Regions from separate parts of the Sus scrofa genome. Here region 1 is linked to region 2. Evidence: chromatin contacts called from public HiChIP or PLAC-seq data. All regions are on one chromosome and are shown on one strand. The core of a region is the stretch at or near the end of the contact, and the rest is flanking DNA. Distances in the headings are between cores, read along the strand shown.

Evidence for each region. HiChIP or PLAC-seq counts read pairs in DNA pulled down with a chosen protein or histone mark.
Region 1: an H3K27ac HiChIP or PLAC-seq map of alveolar macrophages shows a contact between it and region 2. The contact joins two enhancer-like sites. A contact is called at or near these places in 3 of 47 Hi-C or Micro-C datasets (embryonic fibroblasts, retroperitoneal adipose tissue and subcutaneous adipose tissue) and 1 of 2 datasets of contacts at active chromatin or transcription factors (alveolar macrophages).

What each region holds. Positions count from the first base shown.
Region 1 is chr15:88,102,384-88,108,242 of Sscrofa11.1, reverse strand. No RefSeq gene overlaps it. Among named protein-coding and RNA genes, the nearest start is that of DNAJC10, 93 kb to the left of the region's middle. Within about 2 kb of position 3,817, at least 4 of the 83 cell types and tissues checked have an H3K27ac peak or open chromatin away from gene starts, as enhancers often do. A contact at or near this core is called in alveolar macrophages, where this site is marked.
Region 2 is chr15:87,225,660-87,231,007 of Sscrofa11.1, reverse strand. No RefSeq gene overlaps it. Among named protein-coding and RNA genes, the nearest start is that of NEUROD1, 48 kb to the right of the region's middle. Within about 2 kb of position 1,692, at least 10 of the 83 cell types and tissues checked have an H3K27ac peak or open chromatin away from gene starts, as enhancers often do. A contact at or near this core is called in alveolar macrophages, where this site is marked.

The sequences.
Region 1 (5,859 bases), core at 2,568-5,067, 880 kb before region 2:
ATACATTATTTTGGGAATTTCAGACTGAAATGAATGCATAATACAAACAAAATGCACATATAAAAGATGAAAATAGCCTACTGGTATTAGATTTGCTTCAAATATATTGGTATGTGTAGGCCATAGCAAGAAAATAAAATAAAAATGCAATGCATTAGATAAAAATTTTAGGTGTTTTTGGTTCTGTATAGATAAGTAATATTCAAAGATTTCTCTTGGGATAAAATAATATACTAAATTTTGTATATACACCCTTTTTTTGTAGCAGCAATAAACAATTTTGCCACATTTGTTAATTTTAATGAGCATAGTCAGAAATGGTCAAAACCAAAGCTCCCCCTTGATTTGGCATTAAAATACACATAAGACTCTAGAGGGCACTCTACTATTGTTTTTCTAGAGGTGGTGAAGTTCCTTTTAAATGCAGCAATGAATTCAAATATTTAAAATTTGACCTGAATACTTCCAAGGTCAGAATTTTTATGCAAGATCTTAAAATTAGTATGTGTTATTGGGACTTTTGTGCTTTGTGTTATATGCTTTCATTTGGGATAGTATGCTCTTTAATGCCTAGAATGTAATTAAGTTCTCAGAAGACTATAACCACATTTAAAAGGTTAAATGTTCCAATATGTGTAGGTCTAATTGTTTTCTCTGCATTGTTTAATTACCTTTAACTTAATTTCTTTACTTGATTGTTATTGTTATAGTAATAACATACTATTGTTACTATAATTACTAAAACCCTTTAGTCAGAGTTTTGGGATTTTTTTCTGATAGTGGAATCACCACATTACTATGATTTTTCTCTAATTACATGCACATTAAATGTAAATGGGAGGGACTCATCTATTGCCTGGATTTTCATAGGTGTTAAGTGAATGTTCTTTAAATCGGAATCTCAAGATTAAAAAAACTTTCAATATTAATGAAGAAATCACATTATCCATATCTGCACCCCTAGGCTGTTCATGGGCTATGTGATGGTTAAGAAACTGGTCACTCAGTGTTTAATTTAGCCCAGAAACTATTTTTGTTTCTCAGTAGGTTATAACAAAATCTGAATTTGATTGCATTTAAGCCATTGAATTCTCAATTCTAATAATGCACACATTCTCCCATTGTTGTACCTCACCTGACTGACACTTAAAAAGCCATGTGTGTTTAAAACCTCTGGATACATCCAGGATCTTTTGCTGGTAGCAGATGTCTCTGTTAAACACCACTTTGTGGTTGAGTAAGTGTTTCCTCCTTAGTTTACCTTTTCAGCTCTTGTGTATAAACCTATAGTTTCTTGAATCTATTCACTCTTTAAACTGAGATTTTATTTTTATTTGTACCCTCAGCTTTGCCAGATCTGACCAAGGACAACTGAAGTTTTAGGACTAGCTTAGTTTTTCTTTCCCTATTCTGACTTTGCTTAAAATAATGACTTGTGTTGCACAAAGTTCCCATCTCACATTCCATTTCCAGGAAGTGGGCAATGAATTTTTTTCCATATGTCTGAATTTTATCTTGTTAATAACTTCTAGCTACCCAATTCCTCTTCAAGTAACTGCATCTTTTTTCATTCTTTCTATTCAGTCCCTGGAAAGGGTAGTTGCAGATGAACTACAGGCCACCAGAGGGGGCTATGTTATCTGCTGCCATTTAAATGCATTGTACAGTCCTTCCAATCCACATTCCCATTGTGGTCCTTTCCCATCCACATTTATGGACAAATTTTGGCATTCTCCTGACACCAACATTTGCCCTCATACTCTACCTGGTCACAATAATCCATTACATTGGTGTAGCACTTTCAAAAAACCTGTATCAGGTCTAATAATAAGCATCTATAAATTGGATATCATCAGGTATTTTTTGCATAAATAATAAAAATGTGACTACGAAAGTCAAGATTTCCGTCCATGTATTCATATTGCATGTCTTCATTTTGTTGTTGTTTGTTTAATGTAACTGCAACTGGCTTTAATTTCCCCAAACTTATTGTTATTACTTAATAACAAGAGTCTGCTTAAGCTCTCACCCCACATTGTGAGGACTTGATATTTTTGTTTTGCTCGTCTGAATCAGAGCTCCTATTCTGACTCCAAAAACTGGATTATAAACTTACTGGGAATTTGGTTTATTATCCCCAAGGCTCATAATATCACTGTAAGCACACAGAGACATCTTCTCAGCTAATAACTCAACATTTTCTTTCAGTGTATTCCAAACTTAGCTGAGAAGAATCATGGGGGCCTTGTTTTATGCACATGTTGTCAGGTTACCAGATTTCTTCCCCAGGAACACTCTAGGTTAGCAGTTTTGGTGTGAGATCTGAAAATTTTTAAATAAGAATTGTAGACAGCTATCTTCAAGCAAATTTGAAAATCAGCTTCCTAGAGCAGAGTGTTTAAGAAGGGCATGAAATTAATCTGTTCATGCTCATTTCCTCTTCTGTGAATTTTTTCTCGGTAGATAAATTTCTTTTCTTTTAATCTCCTCCTCTGCCTAGCTTCTACTGTCAATGATATAATTTCATTTGGGATAGTTTATCAGCTCACTGTGTAATTTGGGTCTGGTAAGACATTTGATCTATAGATGCTCTTTGTCCTGAACTGAATTGGAACACATGATTCCAAAATTGTACAATATGATTTATGCCATAGTATTTCTAAAGGCCACACATTAAAGAGAATTTAAGTCCAATACTAGACTTAAATCTTTTCCTCTCTTCCCAAAGAGGGGATGTCTTTCCCTAAATGACCCCATCCATCCCTGCAGAAGCTGCCAGTCTATCTCAATGATGCTTAAGTTAAATTCTGGGAGGCTACTGACACATTATAAAAACAAAGTACATATAAAGAGATCACCCTCCCACAAAATGACAAAGCATGTAATGCTTATTTGTGTGGCTAAATTTCCTATTTTTCCCCTTTGACACTGTAAGTTTTCATTTATGTATCTTTTATATCCTCAAGTAGCCTACTAGAAGTTATTTTCAACTGAAAAATAAAGTTTTATTACCCAAATATAAAAATAATGAATCACTAATTCAGCTATTCAGAAAACCAGAAAATTTATTTTAGGCAAATTCTTTACTTCTGGATGACAAGACGAATACCTTGTTTTTGGATTCAGCGTATTTTGTTCAGTAATACACATATTTTTTTTCCATTGAGAAATGAATTCTTAAATAAGGTAATGAAAAAAAATCATGTTTTATTTACTTTAGATATCCAAGGCCTTTGCCAATTTTTTCCTGGCATAACACTGTTTTACTATGATTTGAATATCTGACAGACTTTCCATTAATATTCAAAATATTACAACAGTTGACTTCAATTTGACAGAAAAAAGAGAAGTGTAGCCTGGCCTCCAATATTATTGATGTGTTTTGAATAACAAATTCCAACCATGCTTGTGTGGCTTTGTACAAGGAATGTGAAAAGAAAATGTGAAAAAAAATAAATTGATAGTGATTTTATGATAAGCAATGATTTTATTGGAAAGAACACCCCAAAGAAAAAATATTTCATCAGACAAAAAGGAATATTTACATTAAAATAACAGAAAGCAGCTACAAAAACGTGCAAGATGTAGGTGTGCCTGAGGATGCAGGAAATGAGTGAGTTATGCTATTTCAAATTCCTATAATTTTGAAGATTGAAACAATTTAATACTATTATTAATCTTTCAAATATGTGTTCATAAAATTTTTCTTGTTTTAGAATCCACTTATTTTCAAACATTTTGATGGGTTTCAATGGCCTTGCTTATGTCTTAAATAGGATTGAGAAAGAAGAAATCATGTGCTAGTCATTCTGCCATTTATGATTAACTCCCTTGTCACAGTTAATCATCACCATGATACACTGAAGCAGGCTGTATCCTTTCCATTCAGACGTGAAAGTAAGTCTCAGATAAATTGTCATGCCTCAACACAGGCATAGTAATTTCAGCAAAACTGGAGGTAGAGCCTCAATCTTTTAGTTCAGTTAATCATTCTATAGTTTGTAAACTATAACAACATGCACTTGTAAGAGTTATAATTATTAACTAAGAGTATAGAGAGTTGCTAGAGTCTTTTACTGTGTAGAAAGGCCTTGTGTTTGATTCCAAATCCTATAAATGCTTAACACAATTAATTTTTTAAATTGAGTACTTCAGTGCATATGCCAAGTGCTTTACATGCACTATGATGTTAAATCCTCACAACATCACATTGCAATAAATATTACTGTTACTGTCATGCTTTGTACAAAAGAGGAAACGAGCTCAATGAGTCTGCATAGATTGCTTAATAGTCAGTGAGTGTGGAACCTACTTTTTCTCTGAACCATATCCTGTTTGAGCATTACATAGCCCATTGTCAGTCAGTGGTACAAATTCATTACATAAAGAATTATATATGCAGAAAGACTTACATGCTGAGAATTATGAAACACTGATAAAGGAAATTGAAGATGATTTTAAAAAATGGAAAGATATCCCATGGTCCTGGATTGGAAGAATTGATATCATTAAAATGCAATCTAGAATTTTTATGTTATCCCTATCAAATTACCTGTGACATTTTTCAAAGAACTAGGACAAATAATCCTAAAATTTATATGGAAACACAAAAGACCTAGAATTTTCAAAAAAATTCTGTGGAAAAAGAACAAAGCTGGAGGCATAATGCTCCGGGCTTCAGACGATATTACAAAGTTATGGTAATTAAAACAATGTGGTATGGCACACACACAAAAAAACAGACATATGGGCCAATGGAATAGAATAGAGACCAGAAATAAACCCATACACCTACTGTCATCTAATCTTTGACAAAGCAGGTAAGAATACACAATGGAGGAAAGTCAATCTCTTCATCAAATGGTGTTGGAAAGCTGGAAAGCCACATGTAAATCAATGAAGTTAGAACATTCCCTCACACCACACACAAAAAATTAAGTCAAAGTGGCTTAAAGATCTTGATATAATTTAGGATATCATAAAACTCCTAAAAGAGAGCACAGACAAAACATTCTCTGCCATAAACCATACCAATGTTTTATTAAATCAGTCTCCCTAGGGAAAAGAAATAAAAGCAAAAATAAACAAAGAAGACCTAATCAAACTTACAAGCTTTTGCACAGCAAAAGAAACCATAAAAAGACAAAAAGATAACCTAAAAAATGGGAGAAAATATTTGCAAATGATGCAGCCTACAGGGCTAAATTTCCAAAATATACAAATGACTTATAGAGCTCAATTTTAAAAAATTCCCAAAGCCAAACAACTCAATCAAAAAATAGGCAGTGGATCTAAACAGACACTTCTCTGAAGAAGATATACAGATGGCCAACAGTCACATGAAAACATGCTTAACATCACTAATTATTAGAGAAATGAAAATCAAAACTACAATGAAGTATCTATCACCTCACACCAGTCAGAATGGCCATTATCAAAGAGTCTACAAATAATAAATGCTGGAGATGGTGTGAAAAACGGAACCCTTCTACACTGTTGATGGGAATGTAAATTGATGCATCCACAATTGAAAACAGTATGGAGTTTCCTTAAAAAACTAAAAACAGGACTACCATTAGATCTAGAAATCCTATTCCTGGGCATATATCAGGAAAAGATTAAAAACTCCAATTTGAAAAGTTACATGCATTCCAATGTTCAAAGTAGCACAATTTCAATAGCCAAGACATGGAAGCAATCTAAATATCCATCAACAGAAGAATGAATAAAGAAGATATGGTACATATATATACAGTGGGATACAATTCAGCTATAAAAAGAATGAAATAATGCCATTTGCAACAGCACAAATGGACCTAGAGATTTTCATACTAAGTCAAGAAAGCCAGAGAAATACAA
Region 2 (5,348 bases), core at 443-2,942:
AATCAGGCCTCCTATAATCTGAGAGTCTGTTATCCTCTTTCACATCCATAAAATATTGAAATCAGACTAGATGATTTCTCAGTCGCTTACCAGGCCAGAAATCCTGTGGCAAGAATTATTTTAAGGTATGTGGCTCAACAAATGTTATGCAAAAATATGCATATAAATTCTTGTACAGAATGAGATTGTACTCTAGTAGCCTAATTAATTGCATGTATAAATTGAATTAAAACACTGAGAGGTATTGCATAAAAAAATAGAAAAATAGAAACTTCTCCTAAATCCAGAAAAAAATAGAAATAATTCTTACCTGCGATGTTTAAAACATTTATTCATTCATGTATCAAGTGTATCTTGATTTCCAACAGTGTTCCAGGTATGGTGCTAAGTTCTAGGGATAACAACATATCCTAGAAATTGTTCTCCCAGAAGGGAGAGTATCATTGATAGAAGGAACTCAAAACTGCGAGGCTGAAGGAGGTATGAATTGAAGAAGAATGAAAAATTAGATTCCTTTCTAAGAAATAATGTAAAGTCATTTCAGTATATAGACTAAAGTATCTGACTGCACCCTTATGAGCTATTCCTGGAAATGCTGTTTTCATTCTTAGGCTAAGCATCATAAACTGAAAACCAACCAAACAAAAATGACTAAGGCGATGATGAGTTTGAATGACTAATGGGAGAAATTTAAGGGAAGCTAAATATGAGCCATCTGACTCTATAGACTAAATGAGGTCTAAAAATAGAACACTGATGAGGGGGTTGGCATTGTTTTCCAGAGCCATAGAGATAACCATGGGAGTGAGCAGTAAGAGGAGTTAGGAAAACATACACAGTATCAGAAAAAAACTTCCTGTCAGAGAACACCATTAGCTTAATACCATCACTCCGGGGAAGATGTCAGACTTTCCACTTGTTGATCTGTTGGGAACCCACTGACTGAAACTCTGGGGTGTATATTTTGTATTGTTAGTTACCTAGGACAATGGACTGGTGACACCTCTTGGCCTCTGATCTACACTGTGCCAATGCTAAGGAGAGGAGTGAAAAATCACACAGAGAAGGGGTCAAGGGAAATCAAGCATGTTCTTACTGTAATGTGGACACAGATGATGGAATTTTTTAAAATAACATACTACCCAATTAACTGCCCCCCCCCATTCACATGTTCTTTCTCTCCCATTTGGGAGACAACTGAATTCTAGCCCTTAATGCCATTAACTAGACATAATACAGACATGTTGTTTAAAACAAGAAGAAAAAGAAGTCACACTTGCCATGTAAAACAATTCAAATTCCTGGTTCTCTTTCTCCTGTCCTGAAATAAGGAAATAATGCAGAAAAAGTCACCTGGCCTAAGTGAGTTAGTTCAAGAGCACTCCGTCTGTCGGATTTTCTCAGACTTGTCCTCAGCCTCAAGTTCTGTGACAGTGACTTCCACAGAATCAAAATGTCTCCTGATCTTGTCGGATAGGTAAAAACTCTCAATCAGCCCATACTTGCCTCTAATCTAACCATGGCAGAGAGGCATAGACATTAATTATCTTCTGTTGCATTTTTTAAAGGGCAGGAAACAAAAAAAGCTCTGTTGCTTCAACAACTGCCCTTTGGTTCTATGACTAGGCACCTTTGCTTGGCTTCCATTCTCAGCCTTGGGATTAGAGCCCAGTTGTGTTATTCTCATAACTTCTGCTTTGTGGTTTGGACCTTGGCTCTTTTTGTTGCTTATGTGACTTCCGACTTTAACCATCTGCCTTGTTCCTAGATTGACAACTGGCTCCACTTGTTTTTGGTTTCCTGATATGTTTTCCCCTCTCCTAGACTATGACCCTGATGTTTATTCATGGAACTTTTCCCTCATCTTTGTTTTGATTTGTGGGGTAATTAAAAAAAAAATCGTTTCATGCTTAATCTGATCAGCTCTGCTGGAAAAACATCTCTTTCTGGTTTTCAGACCTGTACCTCAGTATTTATCATGTGAAAACCCCATATTTATTTCTTCATTCTAAGTGTAAAGGAATCATTATGATAACAATAATATCTTTGTGGAAGTAACATAAAATAGTTTAAATTATCCTTTAAGCCATATGCTATTAGTTACTATTAGTCACTTTTATAAGTAAAGGGCTTTTTTTTTTCTTTTACTACTTATACTTTTTTTTTTTTCAAAGAATTGAGGTAGTGGGATTTTTTGGTTTACTGTGAGCGGTGGTTAGAAATATAGGTTCTAGAATAACCATGTAACTGATATATCCAATTGGTTTACTACAGCATTACCCAGCATAACTTATTATGTATACTCTATAATTTTCTTGCATAAGTAAATTATTGTTATTTCTTTTAAGTAAAGCTACATTCGCATTTTTCCTCCCTCCATAATTTAGAAATTTTGATCAACAGACAGGTAAATAAATGGTCTTTCTTGATGAGTTATAATTAAAGTAACAAACATTTACTTATGTCAGGAAATAGATTGCCTTAAAGTATACCTATGAATATGCCTCAAGAGGACTCATGTGACTTCAATAGCAGAAAGTACTTATAATAGAAAATTGCAATTCTAAACTCTGGTGAGGTACAACCTCTATGGCTCCCACATTTACTAAAACTATCCCACGGCCTATAGAAATTCTCTGGATTTTAGAAATATCAATTAATTCTACTCCTTTTCAGCTGCTTCCAAAGAGCAAGTTGACAAGAACAGCATTAGTTAACATGATTGCCTAATTTCTTCTTGGTAATCTGCCGTAATTGTCAGAGCATATGACTAGGGTACAGAAGCTGTAATGACTTGTCAATCCATGTATGCTCTCCCTACCCCCATAAATTTGTGACATAGGTTTCCAGACCATGTGGACTTTGGAATTCTACATAATCCAGCAATTTTGCACCCAGGGTATGAACCATAGATCAGAGGTCAGCCTAATCATTTGGAACTTCAGGGAACCAAAAAGAAAACTTCTCACCTCTAAATCATCATGCTATGCTGTTTTTAAAATTGGCAATAAGAAATCTTTAGAAATCTAAGAATTTGCTAATAACAGATCCTAAATCTGAATCTTAGAATTGAGACATTTTAGGAATTGGGGTTTAATTATGTCTAGTTTTGTTAACAATATAAGTTTAAATTACATGTAATTATCATTTTTATAGATTAAAAAGGTCAAATGTTGGCATTTTTAACTACATAAAATCAGATCATAATAAGAAATTTCCTTGAACACAGCTATGTGCTAGACATTCTATTAGACACATATTTTTTGTTATAGTAGAGCTTCACAAAGCCCTGCAAGGTAGGTATTATTATTATTCCCATTTCTGGAGGAGAAAAGTATGTAATTTGACAAAGTTGACATTGCTATTAGGTTTTGGTTTAAACCTATGTTCTTTTCATTGTGCTGTGCTGCTTTCTTTATTTCAAGGTTAATCTTTCCACTTCTAGTGGATGAATTATCTTTAAAATATCCCTAAAGTTTATTCAAGTAGCCTCCCATTAGACATGCCAATGTTTAACCCTCCATTGGACACTCACTGCCTTTAGATACAACCCATTCCAATTTTCTGTAGCTTTGTCATAAAACTTTTATTTCTATTATCACAATCTGCCTCCCTGTAACCTCCACTTCAGATCCCTGTTTCTGTACGTTGGGACAAACCTGAACAAGTCTAATTTCTCATAAAAACATCAGTCTTTGTAATATATGAAGGTAATGGTGGATTGCCATGCTTCAACATTCATAATTCTTAAAAACATTCCTATATTAGACACATTGTTCTTTGTCCAATCATGGCTTATTGTATAATAAAAAAAGAGAACAATGATGTCCCTTTATGAACTGGAGATTATGGTTTCCATTACCTGCTTTTCCAGGTGGAAGTAGTTTACTGGAATACAATTAAAGAGAAATATATTGATGCAAGCAAGAATTGAGCCTGTCTATATTTACTTTTTTAAAAACTCTGAATAAATGCAAATGTGCCTACAAATAAGATGTTCTCAAATGCTGCCAAGATTGGCATCTTGGAATACGATATGTATCTGTCCTGTTTATTGATTAGGATATGATTCTAGTTGTTGAGGCATCAAATAAATGTAAAAGATAAGGATAAGAGCTGCTCTTACAATGCATAACTTGTATGGTACAGCATCAGCAATATTGTTTTGGAAAGGCTTTTTCACACTTGTTTCATAGTTAGGGCATGTTGTATTGATAGTACTGGGACTGAGGGAGCCATCATATGGCTTGGGGCCAAAGTATGACATAGTTTGGTACAGGAAGGCAAACTGAAAATGGAAATGAGAAGGTAGCGCTCAAAGATAGAGAAAAGAAAAAATCTTCCCAATGGGCAGAGCTGAGAGCAGTACACTTAACCATCCTTTTATTGTGCAGTAGAAAGTGACCCCAGGTGAGGATAGATAGAGATTTGTGGGCAGTGGCCCATTATCGGGGACTTGGAAAGAAAAGGACTCGAAAATTAGAGGCAAGGAGGTGTGCGGAGCAGAATGTGAATGGACATAAAGTCCATTATGGCAAAAATGTGAAGATTTATGTTACATGTTAATGGCCACTGGAAAACACCTACTGAGGAGGCACTGAACAACCGAATTGACAAAATGATTTGCCTGATTGGTGTCAGCCATTCATTGTCATTGGCCACCCCAGAACCAGCATGCAGGTGCATGAATGGAGTGGCTCTAGCACTTGGGATGGAAGCTGTGTATGAGACCACCGGCATGGACTCACATTGAAAAATCAAGTGTAATTACTGCTGCCTCTGAATCTCAACACTGAGTCTCTAGAATGATATTATTCCTCAGTGGGGCAACTGGTTACTTCCTAGCAAGTTGGTTACCTTGGGCCCCTTCTATCCTAGAAAGGTCAGTGATTCATCATCACAGGGATAGATAGCTGTTCCAGGTATAGGTTTGCCTTTTCTGCCTGCAGAATCTCGGCCAGCTCTGCTATTTGGGGACTTACAGAATGCCTTGGATCCTAGACAACATAGTATCTGACCAAGGAACCAGTTCAAAGCAAAGGAGTTATAAGACATAACCATGGGATCCATTGTTCTCATGTGATGCATTTGCCACACCATCCGGAAGCAGCCAGCCTCAGAGAGTGCTGAAACAGCCTTCTCAAGGCACAGTTGAAGCTTCAGCCCAGAGGTCATCCTCTGCAAGGATAGGCTTTCATCCTTCAGGATGTAGTCAATGCATTAAATCGGAACCTTCTACATGGTGCTGTGTTCCCAATAGGAAGAATGCATGGATCTAGGAACCAAGGACTGGAAGCAAGATTGGCTTTCCATTCCTCCCAGCGATACACTGGGGTTTTTTGGTACAC